Linked DNA regions of Zea mays: region 1 is linked to region 2. The links are chromatin contacts, called in public Hi-C maps. All regions are on one chromosome and are shown on one strand. The core of a region is the stretch at or near the end of the contact, and the rest is flanking DNA. Distances in the headings are between cores, read along the strand shown. Region 1 holds the start of LOC100273926 (CW7). Region 2 has its middle 43 kb from the start of LOC103637762.

Evidence for each region. A called contact is a pair of places that touch in the nucleus more often than the background predicts.
Region 1: a contact with region 2 is called in a Hi-C map of ear, with 2.6 times the contacts expected there. The contact joins the promoter of LOC100273926 here to the enhancer-like site in region 2. A contact is called at or near these places in 2 of 25 Hi-C or Micro-C datasets (ear and tassel).

The regions. Positions count from the first base shown.
Region 1 is chr1:111,000,833-111,003,532 of Zm-B73-REFERENCE-NAM-5.0, reverse strand. LOC100273926 (CW7) reads right to left here and starts at 1,335. Exons shown (of 12, transcript NM_001148318.1): 1 at 1,123-1,335. The coding sequence starts at 1,220.
Region 2 is chr1:110,293,443-110,296,142 of Zm-B73-REFERENCE-NAM-5.0, reverse strand. No RefSeq gene overlaps it. Among protein-coding and RNA genes, the nearest start is that of LOC103637762, 43 kb to the right of the region's middle. Within about 2 kb of position 1,397, at least 17 of the 20 cell types and tissues checked have an H3K27ac peak or open chromatin away from gene starts, as enhancers often do. A contact at or near this core is called in ear and tassel, where this site is marked.

The sequences.
Region 1 (2,700 bases), core at 86-2,585, 710 kb before region 2:
CCAAGTATGACTTAGATGACTGTAAGTCTTTGACAGACTTATAGAACAGATTAACTTGTGCATGTCACAATAGGTGAGCACAAGTACATGGGACACATAGGTTATTTTGATTTCCATCTTCATATAGCCAAATAGATTTACTAATGATATATAATGCTAGAATCTGGGACCAAAATCATATGCATGCATGTTAGGTTGCAAAGGGGGCGACCCACCAGCCACCACAGATTGTATAGACAGGTAATCCCTAGTAATTACGAACCCACTGTAGTATAAACTCGAATGAAACAACAGCAGCAATTGAAGTCAATCACTATAGGTGTGGAATTAGCAAGCTTAGGTATTCATGTTTCTCGTTGATTGTCGCTCTATTGCTATATTGCTAAATTCATGTATTCATGTGATCAGAATGAGAATATCCAACACCTTTTTTTCGATTGCTATATTGCCCGAGTTTTTATTGCTCTTAAAATAGATAGGCCTGCTAATATTAATCACATAATAGGATCTTGGCAAACTAGCAAAGGAAACGCGCACAAAAAAAAGACTGATGATAGGAGTGGCAGCTATATTTTGGTCATTATGGCTTTGCCGAAATGATGTTTTTAACAATAAACAATTACAGTCTATTATGCAGATCATTTTTAGGGGAACCTACTGGTTTAGATTTTGGAGATTGATGCAGAAAGAAGAGGCTCGTCAGGAAATAAACGATGTGTGTCGCTCTTTGGAGGTGGTAGCTATGGAGATTTTTGCAAGATATGGATGGCGGTTTAATGCTAGAATTGCAATGTCTTAGTGATTTTTAATGCTAGAATTCCGAGGCTGTATGCAAGCATATGCAGAAGGCCGGAACTAATTTTTTCCATTATCTAAAAAAAAGTTTCTCGTTGATTCCATGAAATGCTTGCTCCTATTCAGCCTCGGAATGAACGATTCGGATCATAAGCTAAATTTAACTCATCTCCACAGACCACAGTACAATGCTTGATAGGCTAATTTTGGTTTCCGCAATTCCGCACCTTCGCTGCTTCTCTCTCTCCCCGCAGCCGTGGCGTGGAGACAGGAGCGGCCATAAGGAGGAAGGAAGACCATAAGGAGGGGTTCACATCGCGCACATACCTTGAGGGCGATGATGATACATCCAAGGTGCCGCTGAATCTGTGGACGGCAACCTCGCTCGACGGGGAGCGGGACGAAGGAGAAGGCGGCGCGGCCATGGTGACGGGATTGGGGAATCCGACCGATTCCTGGGCACGCGTGTCGAAACTCGGAAGCAAAGCAAGCAATCGCACGCCTCCTCGCTCTCCTCTGCACTGCTCTCCTGCACAGCACGGTTGGCCAGGCCGAAAAAGTTGTAGGAACCAAGTCCGATCTGACGAGAATCCGGCCACATCGGCCACTACTGTACCATTGGATGAGATTAAAAAATTATAAGGACTAGTTTAGAAATTTCATTTTTTTAAAGAAATTTCTATTTTATCAAATAAAATTAATTAATTTTTTTTAGAAAAATAGAAATATTTTAGAAAAATAGAGTTTTCAAACTAGTAAATTGATTTGTTTGGAATTTAAAACCACTCAATCCCACATAATCCACGTAGATTAAGAGCAAAACTAACCAACCTCATACGAGAATTCAGCCCAACTAGTCCCGTGGACTGGCCGAGGGAGCCTAGCCCAATAACCGCATCTTTGACCAAATGTTTTTAATTGCAAAACAATGAGAACCATACAAGGACACAAGGTACAATGGTAGACCGTACTTGAATCGAAATACAAAATTTCCATTATCATTTAAAATTGTTCAAAATTAAACCTTAGACGAAATGGGGCGATAGAATTGTCCAATTTAACTAATCTCAAATATACTTATCAACTATTTTACATTAAACATAGAAACGACAAGGTTAAATTCGGTAGAAGAACTCAAAAATCCATGTTCTTATAAGGATCATAAAGAAATGAATAAATATTACAATATTCTTAACCACTTTATACATCATAAGGACACAAAATCAGAACTATTACAAAACTGATCTCAAAAATAAAAAATTGCAAAAAGATCATTTTGATAGCAACAAGAGTGAAACAGTTTTGAAAATTTATACAAATATTTAGAGGTATACGAATAAAACTACTACCATCATAGCAGAACGATCTTCTTCGCACCTACAAGGAGGTTCCACACAACATCAGTTAGTTTTAGTATCCACCTTCTACCTGTAGCAGAGGAAAACCCTAAGTACACAATGTACTAATCAAAATTTACTTGGCTAGGTGAGAGTGGTCTCCTGACTCTAAAAAATATGTCTTGTCAAATTAGTTTGCCATTTGTTGAACTTCTAGGAAAGCATTACTAATAGTGCATCCTTGTATTCAAAGTTTTTGGTATTCAAGTTCATTACTTAACCATTCTAGTTAAGCTCATGAACTACATTCAAGCATGTGGTAGATAATTAGAGCATATTCCATGATCTGGTAATAGCCTCATCATCATCATCTAGTTCTAATTGTATTAACTAAGATGGTAGTGATACAACAAGTAGTATCAATATCCGAGGAGGAGGACTATTCCAATCAATGTACATCTAGTTGGGCAAATCCAAACACACGCCTATACTCCTCAAAAGAGTCTCTATAAGGCCATTGTTCTCTTACATACTACTAAGGCCCAAAATGAGCTAACCACCTTGAGCA
Region 2 (2,700 bases), core at 148-2,647:
TCACCCCACCCCATCTCATGTGTCTCTCCCACTTGCACAACATTCAAATCCTGTATGAGGTGAAACTTCCATAGTTCGTGTTTGCTTTTCTGGTGGTTCCTAGGCTCCTTAGGTTGCGCAATAGCCCCATTGTTGTCACAGTAGAGGTTCAATGGACTAGAGGCATTAGGAATGTAACACCTCAAAATTTTATTGGTGGAATTTGGTAAAATTCTTCGAAGAGTTTGAATTGGAATATGTTCTAATAAGGGTTTTCCTTTGTGAAAGCTACATTTCCCTAAAATAAAAAATCAAATAAAATGATTTATATTCAAGTATATATTTGTTGAATTATATAAGTTAAAGGATCTCTTAAAAATGCTATACCCTAGAAGACATTTTCTTAAACCACTATTTTGTCTGCATGAATGGATTACGTGGAAGCATTCCTTAAATAGAATTAATAGATAAATAAATAGATGAATAAAATATTGATGCATCTCATGCTGGGAATCTTATGCTTTAAAGTTGAGTGTGAAATCTAAATCAAAATTTGAATCAAGAAATTAAAATATAAAAGAAAACATAAAAGAAAGGAGAAAAGAATAAGACCAAACTGATTTGGGCCAAATCCCTATAAGGTCGGCCCACGAACCAATCAACCCTTTCCCTCCATAGCTCCGATGTGCGCACACTCAGCCTGTGATGCCGTAGGAGTCGACAGGCGAGCTCGTCTGTTAAACACCCTCGCGCTGACGCATGTCCCAGGTGAAATGTCTCTACTGCGCATGCTAGGCACCGACTGGTGGGGCCCCGGGATAGCTCCCCTCTGAGCCATTCGTAACAACCTCGTCGTGGCCGCGTGCGGAGATCTCGCCGATTGACCAACCGCGCGGGCTCTCCCCGCGTCTCTGCGCTATAAGGTCACCTCCCCTGGCCACCCATCCATAGCAACCAGCAGTGCCGGGCGTGAATGCCAATGTGTGAGGGAGAGATGTCGTCGAGCAGAGGGAGGGTTAGGCCGCGGTCGCACATAAATAGAGCTCTACACCATCGTCATAAAAGCAATGGAATCGGGTCCGGGAGTTTCGCAGAGTTTCCACGGGGGTGCTTGTCGCTTCTCTGGGCACCATTGGTGGTCTGGGAGGTGTGAATTTCTCACCGACGTCGGTGTCCGCCATGCTGCCACGCATGGACAAAGCCACACATCCCTGTGTCGCCCACCTTGCTAAGAACACTCCTAACTAGTCCGTTTTGGTCTCTTCTACGCATAGCACCATTCAGATTGGGATTTGAGGCTCTTGGCACAACATCATCTTCTCCAGCCACGAGCGTCGCCGCTGACTCTAGGCGCCACCACGCCCCCGTGTCATGGGGTGGAGGGTGGTCTGAGGCCGTTGGATTGCAAAAGAGCGGACGAGATTAGATCAGGTGAATACCGGTTGGATCTTGATCCACGCCATTGATCCAAGATCCGAGGGCTGGGACCAGCGTGTGTCGTGGACAAATTTTGGACCACTAATCTGTCATCCTATGATTGTTATTGCTTACAGTTTTGTTTTAAGTGGTAATCTAATCAAGGTCGTAGGTGAAGGATCAGACGGATCATAGTGACCCATACCCCTTCGGCCGACACTTTGCATAAGAGACTCCTTGGCTTTTGTCAAATAAACCTGCCATCCCTATCTATGCAAAGATCGTTTTAGGAAGGTCCAGATTTATACGCTATAGCCCCTGAGTTCTCAGGTATTAGTGGACACAGTCCAGATACTTTATTAAATAGATTTGAAATTGATTTTTAGTATAAATATAAACCTTGAAACTTGTAAAATTCATAACTAATTCGCTTTAACTCCAATTAGTCCTGTTCAAGTTGTGTTAGTCTCATATTAATATTACCTACATCTTATTAACATTATTTTATTCTGTAAGATGTTCTCAAAAATAAATAACTAATTTATTCAACCTATGTTTTTTGAATGAACATGTTTAATCGGAGTCAATATAGGATTGTAATTTGGATCATTTACTAGAATATGATTATATTGTAACTTAGATTAAACATTGAGTTAGTTATATCTTTTCTTACATGATTTATTTTAATCAACATATAGTTTTATTGGTTAACCACCTAAAACTTTGAAAAGCCATATCTTTTAAACCGTAACTCTGATTTTAGTGGTTCTTGAACCTACGATCTCGTAGCGGTGCATAGAAGATTCCTATGCAAATTGTTCTTATGTTTGGTGTAATGTTATTTTATATACTCCTTGTTTGTATGTATGTATTGCCACGAGTAGCAGTGAGGTCACGAGTAACCCGAAGACCAAATTGGTGAAGTACCTGGGAATATCGAGTCTAAGGCAACTTGTGCCCTTAATCACTTTTCTTTACCTAATAATGTTCCTGTCAATCACTGTGACATGCTCTAGGTAAATTGATGGGACCTAATAGGTTTCCCTAGTATTGTTTATCCCACACCTTGCAAACATATGAACTATTGGGTAGATATGCTATTGCTTTACCTGGTTTTGGGAAACATATGCTATATTATGATCATGTTCCAATTTCGTTGCTGTTTAAATTATGTTCTTGATAAGATCATCATGTTAATTGGAACATGGAGAACCACCTAGGAAAACTGTGCTACCACAAGGGTGGAATGGGACACCCTTGGCCAAGTAATTAGGAAAGCTAGGGAGAGATTACCTTACCCGAAAG